2 separate regions of the Drosophila melanogaster genome follow, and region 2 is linked to region 1. A link is a contact called in public HiChIP or PLAC-seq data. All regions are on one chromosome and are shown on one strand. Each heading gives the region's core, a stretch centred on a gene start, on an enhancer-like site or on the middle of the called end of the contact. The rest is flanking DNA. Distances are from core to core; before and after follow the strand shown. Region 1 holds the start of Tsp2A (Tetraspanin 2A). Region 2 holds the start of Rilpl (Rab interacting lysosomal protein like).

Region 1 (4,473 bases), core at 797-3,296:
TTTCTAGCCGCCCTACAGGTGCAGCAGGCCATTGCCGGCATGTTTCCCGCCGCCCAGGCACAGCCCTTTGGCTCGTCGGTCAACGGATTTGGGCGAATGGGCTGCGACCTGGACCTCATCCTGCGCTTTGACAGCGATATGGGAGCTAAGATCCCACTGGAGGCGGCGGTGCCCTCGCGACTCGTGTACCACACCAAGGAGAACCTGAGCAACGGACGCTCGCAGACGCAAAGGCACATGGAATGTTTTGGAGATATGCTGCATCTGTTCCTGCCCGGCGTGTGCCATGTGAGACGTATTTTGCAGGCGAGGGTGCCCATCATCAAGTACCACCATGAGCATCTGGACCTGGAGGTGGACCTCTCCATGAGTAACCTGTAAGTGCTATGTGCTAAGTGCTGTGTGCCTGCTTATACCACCATTCGTCTGTCTGTTGGCAAGCAATCTGTGATTCCCGTCCGCTGAGACACCTTTCCTTGTGAGGGTCGCAATCTTTATTGTACTTATTGTTCGAACTGGGTATGAATTCTTAGATCTATCGAAGGGTCACTTGTCGCTACTAACTAAATTAACGAGGCTGGTCTTCAGCGGCGGTAGTTGCTGGCCTGTTCCTCCTCCTTTTTGACCGCCTGCACAAGCACAAAGCTCATCACCGCGCAGATGACGTTGAGCAGGCCGAGCGTCATGGCCAGAGCCACAATCCAGCCGGTTTTGCCCTCGAAGAACCAGGTCAGCTCGTCCACGCATCCGTTGAAGAAGGCGTTGCCGCTGACGGTGTCGCGGCAGGAGCTTGGCAGTGGCTGGCGCAGGTCGAGATAATCCCATGGCCCGGTGGCCCCGCAACAACCTATGTTCTCCTGAATCATGGTCAGCACGTAGTTCGAGTACGTATACTCCGATGTGGCCACAAAGCCGCGCAGCGATACATTCAGCAGCGGCTGCAGGCTCGAGTTGATAGTGCTGAACTGCAATAGGACCGCCGACCCGGCCACAATGGCGATGAACCCAAAGACCTGGGTGCCCACGAACACAAACAGAGCCAGGGTGTTCTCCATGAGCGCGCTCAGGCAGCCGAGGAAGCTGACGGCCATCATTACAATGCTGATGCCGATGAGCACGTACACGCCGATGTAGAAGGACTGTGCCTCCAGGATGCGCAGCCAGTCGTTGAAGCCGGGCTCAGCCCTCAACCAGACGGTTAGGGCGAACAGCGCTGTGGATATCATCCAGGCCACGATGTTGAAGCAAAATAGCGTGTATTTCACGCAGCCAATTTGCTTCTCCAGCTGCTCGTCGGAGGCTCCATAGCCGATGCCCATCGTTTCGGAAGCTGCAAGGCAAGAGAAGGATCATTAGGTGGATGATGACAAGTGCGTGATCTGAAAACCCAGGACAAAGGAGGCGCTACTTGATAGAAGCACTATTTAGACGGTGCATTGATCCTTGCTCATTTTCGAGGAGCTCCATTGAGTCACATACCAAAAGCTCGCCCTGGTCGCGCCTATTAATCACGATGTTGCTTGGCATTTATGGTTGATTCTCCCCGCCCTTTCCCGCCGTTCACTGTATCATCGTTGGCCTTATCGGAGCTGTGTTTAGCAAATAGCGTTATCAGCCACGCACTAGATGATTAATACGAGCAATTGCAACACCAAACTATTCAAGAGTATTGAAATGGGCCAGGTACTGGAGCTGCGGGCGTATCCCTGTGCACCTGAGTAACATCCTCCAAGCATCACTTAAAATCAACTTTTGTAAGACGTTTTGTGTAGATACGTTTATCCATTGGGAAACTGTCTTTTGGGTGTGGTACCCATACCGAAATTCAACACTTCTTCAATAGCACTTAAAAAAAATGGACCATCCATTTATCATTTCGTAGAAATGGGAATTTGTAGGCACTTTTTACTAGGATTCACCTTGCTTGGGTCGATTCTCGTGGGGTCGGAAGAAAAAAATAGCTAGCTCAGTGGCGGACTAGAAACAGATGTCCGTTGGGCTCGTTCGTTGAAATCGTTTTGACCAGACTTGCGGCTCGGCTGAGATACGCGGCGGTGACAACATCCAGGCTAGTGGGGCCGTACAGTCAGGCAGGGGAGGGAGAGCGGCCTTAGATAAGAAAGCTTCATCAGCTCGATAAGATAAGATAGCGGCAGGTGGCGATTGCCAAATGTCGTGTATATGTGTAAATGGTACGCTGCTCTCCCGCAGGTGAGCAGGTGAATCAGTTCTCTCCGCGGCACTGACTTCCCTGGCGTGCCGATGGCCATGATTCACATCCCATTCATCCGCCCCTGATAAGTACCCGCTGCACGCATATCCGGCCATTGGTGGGGGTCAGCGGGCTACACACCGCTGGTTGTCTCATTAAACGAGGCCACGCCCGTTTTTACCTTCCCGCCTTTGGGGCGATCAGTATTGCATGTTGGCATTAAATATGTTTTAAGAAGATGGTTTTAAACGCAATCCCTCTTCCAGCACTGGCTTTTATATGTCGGAACTGCTTTACATGTTCGGTGAAATGGATCCGCGCGTACGGCCGTTGACCTTTACCATTCGGCGCTGGGCGCAGACCTGCGGCCTCACGAATCCCTCGCCTGGTCGCTGGATCAGCAACTTCTCGCTCACCTGCCTGGTCATGTTCTTCCTGCAGCAGCTGCGCCAGCCCATCCTTCCCACAATTGGAGCGCTGGCCAAGGCGGCGGAGCCAGGGGACTCGCGGGTCACCGAGGACGGGATCAACTGCACCTTCACCCGGAATGTGGATCGTCTGGGCTTCAGGAGTCGAAACCAAAGCTCGCTGAGCGAGTTGTTGCTGCAGTTCTTCGAGTTCTACTCGCAGTTCGACTTCCACAACCGTGCGATATCTTTGAACGAGGGAAAGCCGCTGTCCAAGCCGGATCACTCGGCCATGTACATCGTAAACCCACTGGAGCAGTTGCTAAATGTGAGCAAAAATGTTAGCCTGGAGGAGTGTGAACGACTGCGCATCGAGGTGCGGAACGCGGCTTGGGTTCTGGAGTCGGAGGTGGAGAATGCCTCCGTTCCGGAGGGCGACGGCCAGGAGCTCTCCTGCGGCCTGTTGAACCTGTTTAAGCATCCCGAAAAGGCCGTCATCCGGCCGAACATGTTCTTCAAGCCGCGCATGGTCGAAGTGAGCGATCTCTTCGAACAGAAGGAGGCGGGAGCAACGTCCAGCTCAACTCCTCCCACACCAGCCATAACCTACAAGAGTGCCTCTGTGCGGCAGCAGGTGCAGAGCATCAAGGCTGCTACGCGCTCCGAACTAAAGCAGCTGCGCGGATCAGGCAGCTCAGTTCCGACGAGCAGTCCCAATAATCGACGGCGAAGCAGGTGATGTTTCCGAGACTGACACCGCCCATGTACATACATACTTAGGATAAGCCACAACTTCACATTCATGGTGAGTCCAGCTTAAGGTTAGGGCAGCCGCCGTTGGCTGAATTGAATGTTGTTCATACTTTAAAACCTCCTGCTAGTTAGGATAAGTCCATGATCGATCCGACTTTGAGTATTGAAACCGATTGTTGTTGACGAATGCGACCAAGTGTGGCAGGGCAGGGAAAGATCGGTGGGGCACGTCAAAAAGAGCCGAAGGAAGCAGTCATTATTTGACTTTGTGGATGAGTAGTTATCCGTAAGACATACTTTCCTAGTTCGAGTAGTTATAATTCTGTTTTTTATGATAATAAAACGAAAATACCGTACTGGCATATAGTTTCTCAATTGGAAAACACCACACAAACTTCCAAACAAGCTCGCTATTCCCCAAGTTGTGCTAAACTAAAGAACAGAAGGCAGGATTTTCGCATTTGTTGAAGATTTTATTGCGTTCTTTCAATGTTACTCGGGATCCACCACATCTTTATCCTTATCGCTACGTGTTACGTGTTTCTGGAGAGCACAGAGAGGTTACTTAAGACCAGATGGCGAGTTTTCTTAGCCGCGAGGACCACCGCCATCCACCCATTGAAGGTTTGTATACAAGTATGCATATGAGGCTGCATTTTTGTGTGTCTGTTCTCAGCTCTTGGTTCCAATTGCGTTTATTTTGATATACATGATCGAGTTTATCGTTCGACTTGCGCGATCATCGCTTTGATTGATCTTTTTACAAAATTTGATACTATGTTTATAGCTTTGTAAATGGGCGTCGATGAGCGTGTGCTGCGCTGCTGCTTCATGTTGTTGTCTATTCCCTAGATTGGTTTTTGTAGATTGTTTAATGTACATAACTAATTGCTTGCTTACGACTTTAATGCTTAATTTTATGCATGTAAATCACGTATTGCATACAAAATTGCCTCCTGTAAAATTAACCAAATTTCGGGTCCGTTGTGTGCTGCTCGTGCTGCTCCTGCATATGTAGCAGATGTTGCTCGTACTGCTGCTGCTACATAATAAAATAATTTACAAATGAAAGAGAGACAAGGGACGGTGTGAGTTGGGGAG
Region 2 (4,516 bases), core at 1,693-4,192, 47 kb before region 1:
TCACCGAATCGTTTTCTCTGCATCTGCACCTGGGAGGACTGTTTGTCTTTCTAAGCTTGTTTTTGTCTAAATTCATTAAAAACTCACTCGGCAATCTTTGCACAATCTCGATATCGTTTTCGTTCTCGTTTTCGTTCTCGATCTTGATTTTTGAAACACGTGCACATGTGGGGGCTGTGGTATGTTTGGAGTCTTATGTGGTAGTCGTTAATCAAGTTAGAATAAATCGAAGGTACGAAAAATACAAAGTGGATTCGTATTAAATATATCCAGTACAGTTAGGGGTTACGAGTTACGAATAAAACGCGTATTACGTAAACAAAATTGCATAACAACTTAGAATTATGAGGGCACAGCAATCGAGTGTGTAAACTATGTATGTACAGCTCAGGCGGAGCAGGTGAATGGCGAGGGACAGGGTCAGATACAGGCTGTTGCCTAAACTAAATGTAAACGTAATCGTAAGACGTAAAAGTAAAAAATAAATAATAAATTAGGATGCAAGATGCAGGGGTGCGGGGGGCAGTGCAAACGGAACGGAACGGAATGGAACGGAAACGGAAAAACAGAAAACAAACGAAAAGTGAAATGCACGCCAACTCGGATGCTTTAAGGGGCGCTTACTTCGCCGCTGCGGAGGCGGAAACGGAACCGGGCGTGGCCGACAGCGCCATCTTGGAGAGCGTGGCCAAGGAACGTTTCGGGAACGTGTTGCTGCCGTCCGACGGGTCCGAGAACAGCTTCCGGAAGCTACAATGCAGAAAGTGAATCGAGAGCTCTACGCCGATTGAATGCCACTTACAATTTGCGTATTCCCGACTCGGAGCTCTTCTTCCAGGGCGCATCGTCCGGCTCGTAGGGCAAAGGGCCCTGCACGGGCGCATCGTGTCCAGGTGGCCTGAAAAGCGATGCACTATGTATGTACTTAAGTAATCATAACTAGGGATAGTAATTAGCTATAAAAACTCAAAAATAATCAACATATAGATCCGAATCCAACGATTTGTTTGACTCCCAATTGTGCCATTTACCAGTTACCTGCTGACCTTGCGAAAAAACACGCAAATATATACGTTTAAGCTCTGAATCACCTGCCAATTAAACGTTTGCATCATAGGGTCTATTTGAATATTGTTAGCACTGAGCAACAACAAAAGAATGACTCAGGCTGAAAATGCTTGTTCGTTAATCACTTTGACTCAAGCGGTCGTTCATAAATTCTTGTTTTCTCTGGTGAGGGACCACAAAACTAAAGGATGTAACAGAAATGGGCTCACTCACGTTTCTCCGGCCGCTGGTGGCTCCAGCTCGTTCGCCTCGGCAGCCGCCTCCTCCTCGTCGTCGTCATCATCGTTGTCCGCCACGTGACCATCGTCGTCCTCATCGCTATCGTCGGAGCTGGAGAAGTGACGCTGCCGCTTGCCCTTCGCCTGGCTTGGTGGCTTCAGCTCCGCCAGCTGCTCGTTGAGGGTGTCGATGGTGGTCAGCAGCTCATCGCGCTCGCTAATCAACTCTTTCAGCTCGCGCGTGGTGTACCGCGGCCGGTTGGGATCGTTCTGGCCATCGTCGTACGAGGCCACCAAATCCTCATTCTCCTTTTCGGCCAGGCCCAATCGCTTGCGCAGTTGGTTGATCTCCCGGCTCTGGTCCTGCAGCTGGGCAAGAAAGTCGGCGCGCTCCTCGCACAGCGTCTTCACTTGGGCCTGCATCAGCTTGTGGCGGCGCCGGGTATCTCGCTCTGATGCCTTCAGACGCTCCGCCTGGATATTGAGCTGGGAAGGGTTAGTTAAGAATACGTTAGCTGGGAATATGAGCACCTATCCTTAAGGACACTCACGTGCTCCAGCTCGCTGTACTTGTCCTGCAGCTCACGCTCGCGGTGCTTCAACTCGTCGCGCTGCTTGTATATCTGCTCCTTCAGCCGTTGCAGCACTTGAGTATCCGAAAGAGCGCTGTGCAGCTCGTGGTTGGTCATGCTGATAATGCTCTCGGTGAGACTGGCCCCCAGGCCGGAGCTCTGGGCGGACGATGACTGCAGATCCTGAGTCTGCTTTACCAGCCGCTTGTTCTCGTCTTGCAGCGAGGAGACGAGATCGACCAGCTCGTTGGTCTCGCTGCGCCACTGCTCTTCGATCAGCTCCAGCTCCTTGTCGAACCGCCGCCGGAACTCGGCCTTCTCCAGCTTCTCGCTCTCCAGCTGGGCCACCTTATCGCGCAGCTCCTGGATGGTGGCGTTCTCGCGCTCGTTCTTCGTGGCCAGCGCCTCCAACAGCTCCAGGGTGTTGATGATCTTGGGCATCAGCCCGCTGACGGCGTCCGTGCCGAAGCGGTCCATGATCCGCTCGTACTCCTTGCCAATGTCGGAGGCCAAGTCGTACACATCGACCACGCCGATGTCGTCGATGGCGTCCAGGACCATTTCACCCATCTCATTGAGGTGAAAGCCGGGCATCCAGGTGGTCGCTCAGATAATCTGTGACTCCTGCCAAGCGCTGTATCACTTGTTTACTTGCTCACACTTGCTCACTGGACTCTGTGTTCACTGAAGACCAGCTTCAGTTGTCGCCTCTTTCCACGGTGTCCTGCTCCTCGGAGTTGCTTCGGGAATCGCTGCACCAGCTGACAGGGATTTTTCTTTCGCTAGCAGGACAAGTGTGCGTGTGCGTGTACGTGCGCCAGGTGTTGGTTTTCCAAGTGCTTTAAGGGAGGGGGGGAATCCGCAATCCGAAGTACGGAATTCGCACTTCGCAATTCACAGTTGGCGCACACAGACTGCACAGTAGTGTGCGTGGGAGTGGCAGTGCTCACTTCATTCACTCTAGTTGTTACTGCCGCCGAGTCGCTTTTCGCTGCCGATTCCCACATAAACAATCCGACTTTCCGCAATTTATTTGCACAATTTTTGCTGAACCGAACTGGAACTGATGAGTAACGAATAACTGGTTCGCGGGCGCCCATATGTGCGAACCAGTTCCCAGATGAGCAGTCGGTTGCGCAGTCTGGTAGCGCTTTGTGCTGGCTGGTCAGTGTTGGGCAACGCCAATTCGTTTGGCGCCAAATGAAGAGCAGCTTAAGCGAGCAAAATGAGCGTAAGTGCCAAAATGTTAAGCCTTAAACGAAATTTTACTATCCAAAAGTCAACAGGCTGGGCCACAAAGTAAATTCATTGTTTTATTAATAAGTTCTTGTTTACAAAATTGTATAAATAGTTTTGTTTTCTTGGTTTTCAGTTTCGTTTGGTGTGTGCTTCCTTGTAAATTGTGGTTACTGGGTCTGGATAGGCAATTAATTGTATTTTACACGTACAGTAGCACTAACACTAACTAAATGGTTTGTGTGCCACATTTACACAGTTATGCAGCGGCGACTAGCAAGTTTCTTCTCTTTACACCATTTCAAATCATTGGTTTGGTTTCACTGGTTCATTAAGTACATAAATTAGCTACAGTTCCTTCAATGCTTTCCTCGGGGGAACAATCTAAGCGATATAAAAAAATAATACACAAGTTCTCGGCTAGGCGTAACAATTTCGATTTCTTTTCTGTAGCTCTTTCGTTCTTCACTTTTGACTTTAGGGACTAGATTAGGAACCACATTTGTACATTTCATTTTCATGCGTTCTTAGCTGCTCGATCTCTAATTAAGTAAGTAAGTAAGGTCTAGTTTTGTAAAGTAAATGTACATTCAAGATAGTCACCTTCTTCTTCTTATTCTTTTTGGTAGCAGCTCGTAGGAAAACTTAAAAATAAACACGTTACATGTATAGAAAAAAAAAGGCAATAAAAAAATAGGCGACGCAAGACATTTTAAAATGAGATGAATCGCTATGTTTCAGTTAGGCTGGCAAATAAATAGTGGGTCGCGAGTGGTTATGACCGGTTATTTCAGCAGGTCCTTTGGCAAGCATTTTCGATGGCAAGGCCCCAATCTTGGTTTCTGTTTTGGCACTCAAACTGGGCGTAAATAAATATATATGGTAAAATTAATGTTACAAAGTGGTTGCGTCAATCCATGGTAGCAAGTATAAAATTAGCAAACTAGACAAAATACTAGCACCCCTCCTGGGGATCCTGATTCTGCTGCAGGGCCAGCTGCCTCAGGAGCTCGGAGGTGACTTCCTGGCGCTTCGAGCGCTTCGCTGGCGGCGGAGAGGAGTGGGGCGGTGTATCTGGCGACGACAGGCCGCCCACCACGCCAACATCCCTGACCAAGGCATCCTGTGAGTCATCTTCGTCTACATCGTCTTCCTCGTCTTCGTCGGGTAGCGTCAGGTCCGTTATGGCCTGGTCACGGTTCTCGCCATCGTCCTCCGACTGCTCGTCCTCCCTAGACCGCCCATCATCTATGTCCACTATCGAGATGATGTCGCTGTCGCTTTCGCTTTCGCCCGCAGGACCCCCGACTAGTTCGAACCGCCCCTTGGCTGCGGACTAGCTGGTGCTGGCCTGCGTCTGCAACACATTGGCGGAAGCGGACGATGAGGCACTAGCGGCGGTCACGGCGACGGGCGAGAGCA

Evidence for each region. HiChIP or PLAC-seq counts read pairs in DNA pulled down with a chosen protein or histone mark.
Region 2: a contact with region 1 is called in a Pc HiChIP or PLAC-seq map of the Kc167 cell line, with 2.6 times the contacts expected there. The contact joins the promoter of Rilpl here to the promoter of Tsp2A in region 1. A contact is called at or near these places in 9 of 107 Hi-C or Micro-C datasets (the D17-c3 cell line, the Kc167 cell line, the S2 cell line and 1 more) and 1 of 6 datasets of contacts at active chromatin or transcription factors (the Kc167 cell line).

Annotation. Positions count from the first base shown.
Region 1 is chrX:1,344,126-1,348,598 of dm6, reverse strand. It overlaps Tsp2A (Tetraspanin 2A), which reads right to left and starts at 2,046. Exons shown (of 2, transcript NM_080298.4): 1 at 1,920-2,046; 2 at 456-1,330. The coding sequence starts at 1,319. The coding sequence ends at 585. MTPAP (mitochondrial poly(A) polymerase) reads left to right here. Exons shown (of 3, transcript NM_130548.3): 2 at 1-377; 3 at 2,479-3,727. The coding sequence ends at 3,358. It overlaps Naa30A (N(alpha)-acetyltransferase 30 A), which reads right to left. Exons shown (of 3, transcript NM_166878.3): 3 at 3,829-4,473.
Region 2 is chrX:1,391,480-1,395,995 of dm6, reverse strand. Rilpl (Rab interacting lysosomal protein like) reads right to left here and starts at 2,942. Exons shown (of 4, transcript NM_130554.3): 1 at 1,838-2,942; 2 at 1,282-1,772; 3 at 803-898; 4 at 1-750. The coding sequence starts at 2,452. The coding sequence ends at 621. It overlaps CG32813, which reads right to left. Exons shown (of 4, transcript NM_166885.3): 4 at 3,153-4,516. The coding sequence ends at 4,431.